Regions from separate parts of the Oryctolagus cuniculus genome. Here region 2 is linked to region 1. Evidence: chromatin contacts called from public Micro-C data. All regions are on one chromosome and are shown on one strand. The core of a region is the stretch at or near the end of the contact, and the rest is flanking DNA. Distances in the headings are between cores, read along the strand shown.

The links. A called contact is a pair of places that touch in the nucleus more often than the background predicts.
Region 2: a contact with region 1 is called in a Micro-C map of ear pinna, with 5 times the contacts expected there. The contact joins two enhancer-like sites. A contact is called at or near these places in 2 of 6 Hi-C or Micro-C datasets (ear pinna and psoas muscle).

The regions. Positions count from the first base shown.
Region 1 is chr1:118,306,485-118,314,433 of mOryCun1.1, forward strand. SLC37A2 (solute carrier family 37 member 2) reads left to right here. Exons shown (of 18, transcript XM_008259839.4): 17 at 103-167; 18 at 2,289-3,118. The coding sequence ends at 2,304. Among named protein-coding and RNA genes, the nearest start is that of TMEM218, 18 kb to the right of the region's middle. Within about 2 kb of position 4,482, at least 5 of the 8 cell types and tissues checked have an H3K27ac peak or open chromatin away from gene starts, as enhancers often do. A contact at or near this core is called in ear pinna, where this site is marked.
Region 2 is chr1:118,592,966-118,600,914 of mOryCun1.1, forward strand. All of the region lies in intron 3 of PKNOX2 (PBX/knotted 1 homeobox 2), which reads left to right. Among named protein-coding and RNA genes, the nearest start is that of FEZ1, 140 kb to the right of the region's middle. Within about 2 kb of position 3,861, at least 2 of the 8 cell types and tissues checked have an H3K27ac peak or open chromatin away from gene starts, as enhancers often do. A contact at or near this core is called in ear pinna, where this site is marked.

The DNA of each region.
Region 1 (7,949 bases), core at 3,232-5,731:
GCCTGCCGCCTTTCCTTCCAGCACTGCACCTGACACGGGACACTCATGGGTCCTCATGCTAATGGTGCCCTGCCTGCCCTCTGTGCCTTGTTCTCCCCGCAGCTCCTCTGCCGGTTGGTATACAAAGAGATCCTGGCTTGGAAGGCATCCCTGAGCAGAGGCAGAGGGTGAGTCCCCCAGGGAGCCGCAGGCCCCTCTCCCAGCCTTATTCCTTATGGGAAGCCACTCAATGCTCAGTTTCTCTAAACCCAGGCTGAGCCCAGTCCCGCCCAGACCTTGGGAACGCTGGGCCAGCCCCTGGACGTCCTGTGTGAAGCACCCTCACCCGGCCTGCTAACCTGTCCTCTGTTGTCCCCGTGTGTCTCCCTAGCTCTAGTTTGGCCCTAACCTGCCCGCGATAGTATTTTCCTCAAGTCCCATGACTTTTGTGAGTATTTGCTGCGAGTCTGTGGCTAATGCGCCACGAGGACGTGGGCTGCATGCAAATCGTGTCTCCTCAGCGTGATTTCCGCACCTTTCCTTTCTCCTCGGGAGCCAGGCGCAAAGATTCTGGGCCCCGAGGAGAGCCCGGTGCTTGGGAAGCGTCTCCCCAGGGGTCTGAGACGCCACGGGGGCTGGTAGTCTCTCCTCTGAGGGAAGGTGTTAGGGTTTTACGTGTGTCCCCCGGACAGAGGAGGCAGAGATGGTGTGGCCAGTTCCTCTCTGAACTCAGACGGAGCTGCAAGTGCCACCTGCAGTTCAGAAACCAAGGTCATCTGGCCCCTCTGTCCAGGGCATGCAGCAACTGCCAATCAAGGCCTGTGAAACAAAATTCAAATCAAGTGTTGGGGGCTGTCCTGGTGCGCTCTCTGCCTGGTGGCCAGTGGTGGCGGGCATATAGGTGGTATGCATAGACCAGTGGCTGAGGCAGGGGCTGCCCGCTGGTGCTGGTGGCTGGGCGCCCCTCTCCCCGTGCCCTTTCAGGCTCTCCTTCTGAGAGCTCTTAGCTCTTGCTAAGGAACTGTCTGCACTTGGGTTGGATGGGAGAACCTGCTGGGGCCATGGTGACCAGCACAGTGTCTGGACAAGTGCTTCCCTTAAAGAATCCTCATCCAGAGGGTAAAATGGAAAACAGGAAGAATCAGGGGAAGCAGGAAGTGGTCCCGGAGGGCCCATCCTGCCAGGCCCTGCCCTGGTCCTGCTCGGGGACGCAGGGATTGGCAAGCGTGACCCAGTGCTCCTCCACCTGTTCTCCTTTGGGGCGGCCCTCAGGGCAGAGCGGCAGAGGAGGGAAGCAGCGGAAAGGGAGGAGCCTGGGATTGGGTGCAGTCTCCGATGCACGTTCGCACATCTCTCAGCCACCTTGGGAGGACGCTGTTCTCACTTGGAGGTCAGAGAACAGAGTGGCAGAGCCCATGAGATAAGCATCAACCTTCTGTGTGGCCTGACATTGGACTCACCTCTGTGGGTCGTTTGCCTTTCTCTGCACTGCTGCTGCCCCAAGCTGGCCCTTCTTGGAGGCAGGCTGGTGAGGGAGTGTGTGGAGTGCTAGGCCTGGAATCCAAAACCCCTGGGCAATCCTGGCTTCTTTGTTCACTCAGCGCTAGAAACGCGGGCATGCCCTTCCGCCCAGGCTCCCATTCCCTGAACCTCTGTGTCCATAGATTTTTTTTTTAATATTTATTTATTTATTTGAAAGGCAGAGTTACTAAGAGGCAGAGGCAGGGAGAGAGAAAAAGGTCTTCCATCCACTGGTTCACTCCCCAGATGGCCGCAACGGCTGGAGTTGTGCTAATCCGAGGCCAGGAGCCAGGAGCTTCTTCCTAGTCTCCCACACGGGTGTAGAGGCCCAAGCACATAGCGGAGAGCTGGATCGGAAGTGGAGCAGCCAGGACTCAAACTGGCACCCATATGGGATGCCAGCACTTCAGGCAGCGGTTTTACCCGCTACGCCACAGCGTCGGTCCCTGTGGCCATAGACATTGATGCAAGTGTGCTTATCAGATGTGTGCTTATCAGCAGGGCTGATCCGATGCTGCGATGAGATGGGATATGAGATGGTGCTTTGTAAAGCTGTCAAATGTGGCTGTACACCGCACAGTGTTTCACATACCTTTTAAGCTTGTCACTTGTGTGTGTGTGTGTGCATATTCCTGCCTTGCTATTCCCTGCCCGAGAGGTGAGAGGGGGCCCTAATTATAGGGCGCAGAGATGAAAGGCAGTTATTAAGGGGCCCTGGAAGCCTGCCTCCTCTCTCCCCAATTAAGGGTCTCACTTTCTCTTCCATCACCTCTCTCCTCTCCATTCAGGTATAAAGAAATATGAGGCCCCGATTGGAGGAGAAGCATGGAGGGTCCCAGCGGGGTCCCCAAAGTGAAAGACACTGGAAACGTCCATGGTTGGGTTTGGCAAAACCTCTTCCTCCAACATCAGCCCACTCAGCTCAGCTTAGCCCAACGCAGCTGAACTCAGCTCACAGGGCTGCTAAGAGAATGGGAGATTCTGCACGGGACGGGGACTGCCAAGCATGAGGAAATGGGAGATTCAAGGGCCTGAGCTTGCGCACTGTGATGGAAGTACCACTGCGGTTCTGCCAGGACTGGGACGAGGGTGAGGCAAAGAGCGACCTCGGGCACAGAACTCAGAGGAGCACTCGCTCTCGGGCCTGTGCACCTGCCGACCCTTGCCTTACGCTGGTCCTAGCCCGGCTGTCACAGTGCAAGATGACATCTGGGTCAGCGTGGTTGTGAGGCCAGGATGAAGGGGCAGGACTGAAAATACCAGTGTGTGCAGTAAGAACTTTGAGAATGAAATGCTGATTGTTACTGAGTGCCCACTGCATGCCAGCTCTTCTCTGGGGCTGGAGCCGACGGTGGGCACAGGCAAAGGACTTTGCCCTCAGCACAGGCACTATGGTGACCTAAACAAGCAGGTCATGAGTGAGCCAGCAGGTGCATTCCTGTGGCTGCTCTGTATGCAGATCATTGCATGGGCCACCCGTAGCCCCTTCTCTACCCTGTGTTCCTACCTTCCACCCCTGTCTTGGGAGTCCTGCGTTGCTACAGGTGGCGCTGGCTCTTGGCATTGCCACCTGACCTCTACAGCTGCCCATCAGCGCCAATACAGATTTCTTTTGCCAGTGGTGCCTTGCTCATCCTTGGTAGGGCGTGGCAGGGCAACAAATGGAGTCCCCAGACCACAAGCTCGTGCTGGGGCTGGTGACAACTGGCATTCCCAGAGCATGTGAGGCTTGATGGTGTAGGAGCCTGGAGTCCCATATAAGATAACAACCGCTGCCTTTACTGCGACACCTTGTGGGCTGGTGTTTCAGCTGGAACTGAAACTGGAACCGCAACACTAAAATAGGTCGTGTACACCCCAGTGATAACAAGTTGGTACATTTTGTCCTGCCAGATGCTCACTGGGGCTCTGAAAGCAGGAGTCTTCGGAGCCTACCAGGGCAGGAGCTGCAGCCTACGCCGCACTCAACACTGAAGACCTTGTCTGTGTTACTCACTCGAGCCACTAGGTGGTGACACGATCCTGCTAGAGGCCGCGTGGGGCTGTGTCCTGCCTCCGGGAAGGGAGCCGGGAGCAGAGTTTTCTTGGCTTGTCCTCAACCTTCCTTTTGCTGCAGACAGATCAGGGTGGAGTGGGCGGCTCTGTGGAGGTCTGTTTCCTCGTCCCGAAAATGGTGCTAAGGGAGACAAGCATTAACTACACTCCCTGACTGTGAGGAATTTGTCTAGTTAGGGGATAAGATAAGAATACCAAAGCACTTATAAACAATATGCAGAAAACACGCAGAGAGAGTGAGTCATCTGACAGCTATGCCACTCATTAGCCCAGCCCTGGAAGGGGGCAGGGCTGCAGGGCCAATGATCCTCGTGGCAATGGGAGGAAAGAAACTGTAGGACTTGGATGATCCCTTAGATAAGGGAGTGGGAGAGGGAGGAAGTTAGCATGAATACCAAGCCCCAAGTGTGGGCACTTGCGATGTGCAGAAGGCATTGTGGGAGCTCAGAGCCTGGCCTCAGAAATGAGGACTTGGGCTGTAGGTGAGGGTTTGGGGAAAATGGCAGAGGAGGGGAAGGGGTTGTGGGCGGGGGTTGGGGGGCCACCAAGCTCTGAGGTCTGCCCTTGGGCACTTAGCTTGCAGTCCTAGGCCACCTGCTCACTCAGCACTGGGCACTGACTATGCACCAGAGCCTGGTACCTGTCTCCTCTCTGGGTCCCAGCATTCACACGGGGCTAATACAGGAGCATTACTTTAATTAGTTATTCATTTAATTTAACTTCACATTTGGTCTCAATTAAGCTTAAAATGTTCTTCCTTATAGATGCCACAATAGCACTTGTAATTAAAAAGCAATAACTCTTTGCGTTTCTCCTTTAGAGATCCACCGGGAAGCTGGGCTTGTGTGTGTGTGTGTGTGTGTGTGTGTGTGTGTGTGTGGTAGAAGGGCTGGGGGAGGAGGAGGAGGCGGCAAGAAGCCATGAAAAGGAGGAGAAGGACTTTGCACTATCAAGCCACCCTTAAGACCGAAGTTGTGGGGAGGAACTCTTAGCACGTCAGAAAACCTGAGAAGTGGACACAGGGGCAGACCTTGCACATAAAGGAGTGGGGTAGGAGGGGTGTGAGAGGGAGGGTAGGAAGATAGGCCACATACTCTGTGGTAAGCAGAGCACCCCTACCCCCAAGTCGTCCACAGCTCAGTTCCCAGAACGTGTGGAAATGCTACCGAACATACAGATGGGGCTCTGGGGATGTGAGTCAGGATCCTGCAGTGGGGAGACCGCCCCAGCTCATCGGGGGGGAGCCCAACGTAGTCATGAGACTCCTTAGAAAGCACACAGCCAGGCAGGAGGATCCGGGACTGGAAGATGCTATGCAGCTGGCTTTGAAGACAGAGGGAGAGCCCCAGCCAGGGAAGGAGGGCAGCCTCTAGACACTGGAAAGGGCAAGGAGATGGGCTCTCCCCTGGGCCTCCAAAGCTGTTCTTTTAGCCCCTGGAAACTCAGTTTCCATTTTCTGACCTCCAGAACTGCAAGACAGTTGAATCTGTGTTGTTCTAAACTGCTGAGTTTGTGGTGACTTATTACGGCAGCAATAGGAAACCAATGCATGCAGTCCCAGTGTAAAACTGGATCATAATCAAATTAAAGGCAGGAAAGCACACACACAGGGGAACAGGAGACACTGTCAGGACTTACAGACAAGTGCAGGGGATGCCACGCGGCTTTCAGGTACAGCACGAGTGCTCTGTGTGTCACTAGGCCTCGGCTCCCTGAGGGCAGGACCTGGGCTAAACGTAAATCCTCTGCCAGCAGCACCTAATGGGATGCAACCATAAACATGAACTTTCTCATTTTGCCTGTGATTTGGGGCCCTGGTTTGGATCCTGGCTGTCATTCCTTGGGTCTCAGGAAACAGAAAAGAGGGTGTGTGTTTGGGGGTGTGTGTGGGGATGGGGGACCTTTTCTTTTTCAGTGAATAAACAGTAACCACCAATAATCTGCTAGAAACAGAGATCAAGAAATAAACAAATATGCTTAGCTTGGTGTGTGTGTGTGTGTTTTCCATTTTTACTCACATATTTTTATCTATTTGAAAGAAAGCTCTCTTCTGCTGGTTCACTCCATAAATGTCCACAACAGCAGGAATTCAACCCAGGTCTGGCCAGACATAGACCAGGAGGCAGGAACTCAATACAGGTCTCCCAAATGGGTGGCAGGGACCCAACTATGTGAGCCATCATTGCTACCTTCCAGGGTGTGCACTGGCAAGAAGCTGGGACTTAACCTCGGGCACTCCAACATGGGCTGTGGGCATCTCACCCCCCAGGTCAAATGCCTGCCCCTGGCTTGTGGCTTTTATTCTTCCACTGGCTCTTCTATAAACCAATCCAAGTGTCCACATCCCAGGTGGGTGGTGCATAAAAGATGGCTGGGTATGTCTTTCCTGAAAATTCCACCTACTGCTGCCCAACTTTTTAGTATCTACACAAGTTGCTAGGACTCGGGCTTTTTCGTAATTTCTGTGAAATAGATTTACGTTGCCTAACCCTGGTCCCTTCTTTTCCTGTTTTCATTTTATGGAACAACATAGTACAAGGGTACATAAAAGGTTCACAGAAAAGTAGAATCAAAAGATAAATTTATTTTGGTGCAAATTGCTTGAAATCCAGCTTTATCATAATATGCCCTTCTATGAACTTTTTGAAGACCCGTCATGTAATATAAGGGAGTTAAGAACTTAAGATACTGGAACCAAACTGCTTTTTATCTCCCCCTCGGCGAGTGGCCTGAGTCACCTACCTTCCCAGTCTGCGGTTGCTTCCCTCTGTGAAATGGGGGTCGCAGGAGTACTGTCTCCACAGGGCTGACAGGAAGATGACCTGAGTGAATACTTAGAGTGTACTTAGGAAAAAAATGCCTGGCATATGTTTGCTAACTGTAATAAAAATTGTGTTCTCAGCATGTGAAGAGTAGACTTATTTCCAAGTATTGGGATGGAAATAGAGATTAAAGGTTGAACTCTGTGAACTATAAAGTCTCTTCCAATCCTGAGTTTTTATGCTCCTAGAAAGATAATCAACACTTTTTCCAGATCCGTTTCCATACGGTTCTGATTCCCACATCTGGAAATTTGTTTCTAAGTAACAACAGCCAAATGCTTAAAGGTTTAAGCCAAGGAGTTATGATAAAATATTTGGGTTTTGTATTATAAATGCTAATTAGAATTCTTTTAAAGAAAATTTGACCTTTTTGGACAGGAGTTAGGGAGATGGTGGGTATAAATCGCTAAGAAACAATATTAACCGGGGTAAGGACAAGGAGTTATTCAAAAGCCAAAAAAATCCCTAAACTAGCTGAGAAAAGAGGGGTCAGGAACCCTAATGTCGAGTTTGAGCACCACTACTGAATGGCTGTGACCCTTCCAATCCCCTCTCCTTTCCGCCTGTTTCTCTTCTGTAAAATAAAGACAGCAGATTTCTTGACACATTGCAGAACAGCAACTAAAGGAGAAACGCAGCACTAATGAAACGGGGTCGATAGGAAAGTTTATGTCTCACACGGAGCAGAACGAGGAATGGCTTACTTTCTGTTAGAACCAATACGTTTAAAAATACTTTGGATGCCTTCACCCTGGGATGGAGTTAGATGAAAGCCTGCACACCTCATCCTGGTTCTTCGATTAGCCTATTCCCCAGGACCAGTGCTTCATGCCTGACTTGCACAAGACACGTGCTGAGTGAGGAGCAACGTGTGCTGTGTGCACGCATGGGTTAAAGACTTCCCTGGTGCCTGGACATTGGTACTGTAACTCTGAGGCAGTTTTAGACTAAACATCTGATACGGTGCTTCATCAGTAAAGAATGTCCGCTTTACTTCTGTTTTTATAAATGAAAAGTTTAAAGAGCTTATAAAAAAATCACCCTTTCAGTATGTTTGTCTGGCTTAACTTCTAAAACATAACATACAGCGCCACCTAACGGACTGGACAAACAGCTCCACTGCAGGGTGGTGTGATGTCTTGCCAATTTAGCTGTCGTCAGATACAGTTTTAAGATCCTGTGAAATAACAGGTTTTCTTATATAGGAGCCCAGATTGACTTCCCTCCCCACCTTCTGGGCAGTGGGGATCACCGCTGTCTGCCAAGCAGTTCTGTCTGGGGAGGTGGGAGCGCAGCACAGCCTGCTCTAAGACCACTGCTCAGATGGCTAATGGCGCACAAAGGTGCTATCTGCTTGTATTTAAGGGTTGACCTCTGAGCCCCGTCTCCAAGAAGACCCCGTGCAGATGGGATGGCATGTCAGCCACCAATTACGGGTCTCCGCGACTTCCACTGTGTGCTCTCTCAGCTTTCCACTTAGCCCAACTGCGTGGTTTGGGGCGGGGAGGGGATTTTGAACACAACTACTTTGAGCTCATAGGTAAAAAGTAATCTCTCATTCATTTCAGTTGA
Region 2 (7,949 bases), core at 2,611-5,110, 290 kb after region 1:
CTTCTTTCATGCACTCTGTCCCCGCCTGTCAAGTCTAGTCAAGTCCCTTCATTTGCTTTCTTTTTCTTTTTTTAGATTTATTTATTTATTTGAAAGTCAGAGTTACACAGAGAGAGAAGGAGAGGCAGAGAGAGAGAGAGAGGTCTTCCATCCACTGGTTCACTCCCCAGTTGGCCGTAACAGCTCGAGCTGCGCCGATCCAAAGGAGCCAGGAGCTTCTTCCGGGTCTCCTATGCGGGTGCAGGGGCCCAAGGACTTGGGCCATCTTCTACTGCTTTCCCAGGCCATAGCAGAGAGCTGGATTGGAAGTGGAGCAGCAGGGACTCAAACTGGCGCCCTTATCAGATGCCGGCACTGTAAAGTGGCTGCTTTACCCACTACACCACAGCACCGTTCCCCCCTCCATTTTGTTGCGCTTGGTGTTCTTCCTTCCAGAGTTCCCCCAGCAGTGCCGGCAAAAGCACAGCTCCTCCACCTGCACCTTGCAGTTAGCATGCCCCACCACACTCTTCCTCACCCATAGACACACACCAACTGTCCCACGCATGTCTTTGCCCTTGCTGATAGGGAAGACATACATTTTGTCAGCTCGGTTTGCACACGAGTCCGATGTTTGCTGTTCTTCAGTCTGTGTGTCCCCAGCATGTCAGGCTGCCTAAGCAGTGGCTGGAAAGCAGAAGTCTCCAAGGTTGCAGGACCACACATTGGGCATGGGCCCTGGGGATATAAGCACTCAGCCAGAAGTGGACTGGGAACAGGCTGGTGGATGGGTCAGGAGGTGCTTACCTAGCAGGACTAGACTGGGGGATGACAGTAAAAGGGCTTTGCCAGTTCACCCAGGAGGCAGCCTTATTGTTGACTTGAGAGAAGCAAAGTCAGAACTCGCACCTGGGGACCAGTGTGGAGAGCCCCCTTTAGAAGGAAGACAGGCACTTGCTTGATGCCCTTTGGCAAAAGCTGCGTTGCCCCCTCCCCCACATCATCTGTCCAGTAACCCTCAGAGTGAGGAGAATGGGGTCCAGGACTCCAGGAGGTGGAGCTTGGAGATTTGGGGTTAAGACTCCGCCTATCCTGCAAGGGGAGACTAAGGCTGGGGCTAGCCATGGAAGCCATGTCTGCCATGCCCCTCCCAGTACCTTCCCTTCCTGCCTGTCCTAGCACCAGTCCCACTCCAGGTGCGGCCAGGGGTACGGGGTCCCCAGGAAGCTGGATGCGCTTTGATCAATCATTAGGATCCCCATGCTGGTTTCATTAACTGGAGGCAGAAGGGGCTGGCTGGGCCCCCGGCTGTGAATGGCCTCCACCCAGGCCATGCAGCTGTGACGGGCAGAAGCTGGTTCAGATGTTTTCACACTCGTTTACATTCCTCTCATCTCTTTAAGGGCTCGAGCCCCCTGCCTTGCGGGGGCCCTCTGCTCAGCTGCCTGTGAAACACATTGGCTTTGCAGCCATCGAGTTAATTCAGCGGCTTTGAAAGTTCCCCAAGTCTTTTCTGCAGCTGTGATTGACAGCTCCCTCTGCCCCTGGGGGTGGCACCCCAGGGACCATATGGGGGACCTACCTTCCCTGGCTTTGACTCATCAAAACAGACTCTTGTCTTTCTCTTTTATTTTCTGTGGGGCCTTTCTTCTCTTTGTGTGCAGTGACCTTTCTCCCTGCCCGCGTGGGCCACCCATGTCTTTAAACTGGACATATCCCTGAACTCCAGCTCACCGAGGACCTGGCTTCTTCATTGTGTAAAAGGCAAAAGTGACCTCCAGGTCCAGCCATGGGGCCTTTCCCCCTACGTGGGAGATGGCCGGCTGGCCCGTGACTTTGAAGTTTGGCCTGGTCGCTCTGGGCTTTTTTATTTGATGAATTGACTACCTTAATTCTGCTACTTACCAAAAGCATAGGGGTTTTATGATCTATTCCCTTGTGGCCAAGCAGGATGAGTGCCCTAAACAGTTACAAAAATAGTTAATGGCCCAAGGATACAAAGCCTAAAATAAATCAGGGAGCAGGTGACACAAGCAGCAGCACCGAGGAGCACTTTCCGTGCCTTACTCCCCCCCTCCACCAGCGTGAGCCATCGAGGAGCTACGGTGTCCCAGTGCCAAGCAGGCAGGGATTGGGTGAGCGAGGGCCCAGGACGCTGACCGTGCTTGGAGCTGCTGGCCTGCAGAGGAAGCACTAGCCCCGCTGCTGCTGCATTGTACACATTGAGGCAAGAACTTCCAGTGTTAGTCCTTGAAATATTTATTTATTTATTTGGAAGGTAGAAGGGTACAAAGAGGGTGAGACAGGCAGAGGGAGTGAGATTGTCTGTCTACTTGCTCAATCCCCATATGCTTGCAGCAGCTAGGTCTGGGCCAGGCAGAAGCCAGGAGCCTGGAACTTCATCTGTGTCTCTCACATGGGAGGTAGGGGCTCAAGCACTTGGACCGTCTTCCACTGCCTTTCCAGGCACATTAACAGGAAGCTGGAGCCGAAACAGAGCAGCCAGGACTGCAACCAGCACTCCAATGTGGGATGCTGTCACCATAGGCATCAGCTTAGCCCACTGCACCACATCATCAGCCCCTCAGCACTACTTCTTTCATCCACTCATCCATTCAATAAATATGGGGTGTTTCCTGTGGGTAGTGCGGACAAGGTGTGAGGTTAACAGAGTTGTTTCCCTAGTGGAGCTCCTAGTCCCTTTTTAGCCTTAGTTTCTGCATCTGTGAAATGGAAATAACTTGTGCCCTCCCCGCCCCACAGGACTGTTGAGAAGCGTGGGTGTGAAAAATGGAATCCTGTTTCCCAGTCCTTGTTCACCCACATTCCTGACTTGATTTTTTTACATCATCTTCTGGATGGCTCCAGCAGCCCAGATTGGATTGAACTTTAATTACTTCTTATTAGGAATACAATAAGCACATCAGATATGTTTTTCCAGCTAGAAAAATCTCTTACACACATATGCATGCAGGCATGAACACACTGAGACTTTGGTAGCCTTTCTCAAGGGCCTATTGGAAGTCACTGGTTTGGGTCTCTGTCAAAAGTGAGCAGTCAGGCTAGCATTGTGGCATAACAGGTTGAGCTGCCACCTGCAGCACCAGCATCCCATGTGGGCGCCAGTTCAAGTCCTGGCTGCTCCGCTTCCGATCCAGCTCCCTGCTAATGCGCCTGGGAAAGCAGTAGAAGATGGTCCAAGTCCTTGGGCCCCTGCACCCTCGTGGGAGACCTGGAAGAAGCTCCTGGCTCCTGGCTTCTGCCTGGCCCAGCCCTGGCCATTGCAGCCATTTGGGGAGTGAGAACCAATGGATAGAAGACCTCTCTCTCTCTCTCTTTCTCTATAACTCTGCCTTTCAAATAAATAAAACACACCTTTAAAAAAAAGTGAGGGGGCCCGAGACAGACTGCAAGGGCGAAGAGCACTGAGTTCCTGGGAAAGTGCACAAAGTTGGGACATGAAACCCCTCACTCCATGTCCATAACCTCCCTCTTATTAGCCTCATAGCTGTAACACCCCAGGAAGTGCAGGGAGCACCAGTGTTTTATAAACTACTGCCTACAAACCCTTTTAGATTAATTAATTCTCTCTCTCTCTCTCTCTCTCTCACACACACACACACACACACACACACACATACCCCAAGTGTTCTGTGTTCTGGTCTTACCCAGTAGGCCCTGCAGTCAGAATGGAGGGGACTAGGCCTATGTTTCAGAAGCTTCTTCCAACTGCCTTGGGCAGCCCAGCTCTTTTGCGAGTCTTTCCTTTGCCCGGATTGACCAAGTTGGGAGATATTTTGAGGCGTCTTTTATCACACCACTCACTCTTTCCCTCCAGCCGTTCACATGGGAGCCTCGCATGAGCCAGGCATGGGAGCTGGGAAACCCTCTGCTCACGGAGATGACAAATCAAGGGGCCTGAATGCTGCAGTAGTGGAGCTTGGGCACCTGTACGGCTGAGCCAGAGGCTGGGTCAGTCCACCTGGGTCTGGGGTATGGAGAGAACGGAAGGCTTCTTGGGAGAGTCCAGGCTCCAGCTGGTGAGGAGGGGAAGTGAGGACGCTTCCTGCAGAGGCGGCTATGGGAGCAAAGGCCTGACGATACGAATGCCGGGCGTGTTCAGGCAGCCTGGCACGGTAGAGTCTGGAGGGGTGCTGTACGGGACACAAGGCTGGGGGTCAGTGGGCAGGCCCAGGCCTGGAGCACCCTGGGGGCCGTGCACCTTCCCAAACATTGGCCATGCCCCCTGCTGCCTCCCACCTGTTCGGGCCAAACCTGATATTTACCAAATGGCTTCAAGTCCTGACCTCCTCCCAGGTCCTTGGACTGACTCCTGGTTGCCAGGAAACTGATCCTGTTCTGGCTTGCCCCAGCACTGGAGGGAGTGCCAGCTCCTGGAAGCTCAGCCCAGCCAGGCTGGAGTCTCAGCGGCCCCTGGCGGACCAGTCCAGTGCAGCCGCTGGAGCCTTCCTCTGGGCTGGTCAGTGCACGCTGCCTGGGTCAGGTGGAGAGCTCAGAAGAGGGAATGTCCTTGTCACAGGAGTGTCCTGCAGAGAAGGCACTGGCTTTGGTTGTCCAGGGTTTGCAGGAAGGGGCCCTATGAGAGGTGTATGTATGTGTGTGTGTGTGTGTGTGTGTGATAGTCAAAGAGAGCAAGAGTGTTTATGAGGGCAGCGTTGTGTACAGGGTGCATGGGAGCTGCAGGTGCCCAGGTGTGGCCTGGAGTCCGAGGATAGGGCTAGCAGAAGAGAGTGTTAACATGCTTAGAGTCGAGGTCTGCAGGGCATCCTGGGCTACGGCTCTGTAGCAGCCCCGGGAGAGATTGTTAGCTCCATTTTTACTTGGTGGGGAGACTGAAGCTCAGAGGAACTGAGTTCCTTGCCCAAGGTGACAGAGCCTGTGATTGGTGATGTCTTCCCCTTCAGGGGCTGACATGGGTGGCTTCCCACAGCACGAGGGGTGTAGCCTACTGCAGTACCCTACTGTCAGGACAGCCCCTGTAAGAGAAGCAAAAGCAGCCAGCTAGGGGCAGGTGTTTGGCGCCATAGAGAGGAGCTCTGTGTGGAAGCTGGCAGGGGGCAGCAGCTGACTGTAGTTGGGGCCTTGGGCATCGGGAGGCATGAAGCCCCTAGCAGTCAGGTCTCTTCTCTGCCTCTAGGTCTCCAGGGTCTTGCCAGGGAAGCCAGCATAGCAGTGAACCACCTTTGATTAAGGAACCACCCATGCCTGCCTACTTGGGTTCTGCATGGAAGAACTGTTGCTGGCAGAGTCATCACTGGGGGTGGCAGGGTGGAGGTGGGGGGCTGACTTGACTTCGTATGTGAGGGGCTTGTTGGGGCATGGGGAGAAGCTGGCACTGGCAGTGAAGATGGGGGCCCGAGATGGAGACCCAAGAGCAGGTGCTGGAAGTCAAGTTTCGTCCTCCCCTTTCCTGCTGCCCCCGTTTTCACATTCTCTTCAAAGAAAGATGATTAAGTGCACCAATCCACATCGTGCATTGAGTCAGAAAGCCCTCTGTTCCTGTTCCAGCCTTTGCGTGAGCTGATTGTGATCTCTAGGAGTTCCTGCCCCTCGTGGGCTTCTGTGCTCTCGTCTGTGCAATGGGGATGATGATACCCCGCTGTGCAAACATGAAAGTCCCTGGAAATATTTATTAGCCACGTGGAGCCTAATGTGCCTCTGGCCCCCAACCGCTGGAACAGGCTGCCGCTCATTCAGGATTCGGTGCAGGCGACTGAGCGAGCCGAGGAGGGGGCTTCCCAGCACCTCTTGAATCACATCAGGGGAAGTCTCCTACTCGTTCGTGTTCATGGTAAGCCCAGACTGTCTGAGTGGCTGGATCTCAGCCCATGCAGATTCTGCCTGCTCGTGCATCTCACATCCCCAACTCTCCCCACCCCTTTTTAGGATGCAGGAAGGGGGAAATTTTAAATATATATATATTTATTTATTTATTTATTTTATTTGTTTATTTGGAAGGCAGAGTGACAGTGATAGAGCGAAAGAGGGAGTGAGTGAGAGAGAATCTTCCATTCGCTGGTTTACTCTCTAAATAGCTGCAATGGCCAGGGCTAGGTCAGGCCCAAGCCAGGAGCCAGGAACTGCATCTGAGTTTCCCACGTGGGTGGCAAGGGCTCAAGTACTCTGGCCATCCTCCGATTCAGGAAGCTGGATTGCACACGGAGCAGCTAGGACTCAAACTGGGGCTCCACATCACAGGTGGTGGCCTAACCCCTTCCTCTATGCCAGCCCCAGGGAAAAGGAACATTCCTTTTTTTCCCCCCAACTTAATATTTTATTTATTTATTTGGAGAAGAGGGAACTTTTGATGGAGCGAGGACAAAAGCCTTAGATCTATTTTTGTCCCTTGCCTACGTGACTGAGAGCAGATCCCAACTCCTTGCTTTCTTTCGCAGTCAGCACTGCTGCCCACAGCCCCAGAAGTACCCATGAGTAGAAGTACCACTACCTTATAGCCCACGCACCCTTGTCTATATAAACCCCAGACTATACCTTCTCTAGTAGGGGTGTCCCTCTCAGGTTTGTCTCTGAATAAATCTGTTCTGGCCGTGAGCTCAAGGTCTGTCTCCTCTTTGTCTTGCTCTTCTAACCATACAACTTTCATCTCAAGATGTCACAAATCAAGAATCTAGTCAGGGACCCTTGAGCTACAGTCTTCAGGGTGTGGCTGGTTCCAAGGAGATAACAGAGAGAAAGAAGTCTATAGCAGGGACAGAGTGGAGGTGCTGGTGCAGGGTCTTTGCCCCAAGAGACGTTCTGGGTGCAGTATCAAAGCCCACAGTAGGGGCTGGGGGGGCCACTCCCCAGGAAATACACTGCCCCGCCTCATCCATTCATCATTGTCTTGTTCTCTTGATTAATCCTCACAAGCTAGGGAGTAGGTATTATCTATTGCATCTTACAGATGAGGGAACCCAAGAAGTGAAGAAACTGGCTGCAAAACGTGGAACTAAAGATTGGCAGAGGAGCCAGGCAAAGCCAGGGCCTCCACTCTGTGAGGCCTTCCTGCTGCCCCAGACACTCTAAGGACATGGTTTGGCTCTGCTTCTCCTCCTCTGTCAGACCCCAACCCCATCCTGTTGCCATAAGCTGACAGGCAGGGTCCCCAGGGCGCTCTAAGGCCTCCTTAGAGGACTTCTGGGGGCATCCACGGATGTTCCAAGTGGCCTTGTGCATTACGGAAGACTAAATAGCTTCCCGTGCCAGATGGAGGAGAATGTGGGTCCTTGGATAGAACCCCAGAGTCAGTAATGTGCTAGGAAATATTTAGTAGCTGGTTCCCTGGGGTGGGGACAGGGAAGGTGGGGCAGGCCCTGAGGTGCCAATTCCATGGTGCCAATGTTCCCACCTTGGCCAATTTCAAGCTACCAATGGGATGTCAATCAGCTTGCAAAACTGCCGAACATTTAACAGTGGGCTCTCACAGCCCAGGACAAGGCCATGGAACAGACACGCCTACCCCTGTGCACCCAGCTTCTCCCTCTGCCGTAGCTCTTTAGGCTGTGCTGCTCAGTAACCTCCCCAAAACTTACCTCCCGCGACCCCAGGCCCTCGCCGCCCGCCCCTGTGCACAGCTGCAGGTCATCTCCCTTTGCACTCCAGCTCTTTTAGAAGTGGAGATTTCTGGCTGGAACAAGAAATCCACCTGGAGATAAACACTCATCCTCCGAGCCTGGAAGAAATGCAGAGTTTGCTGAATCGGCCCCCATGAGCCACATAAATTTGAGGCATGGTCCTGCTCAGGCCAGCTCTGCTGTCTTCATCTTGTCCTCCCCACCCCCAGGAACAGCCTCTGGCTGGGGCCTCTAGGGATGTTGACAGTTGACCGCTTTTGATTTATGTCTTTGTGCTTTCCTCGCTAACCCTGCAGAGCCTTCCCCCACCTTTGCCCAAGTCCTGCCTGGGAAGGGGGAGGCAAGAGGCAAAGCTCATCTTCAAGAAAGCCCCAT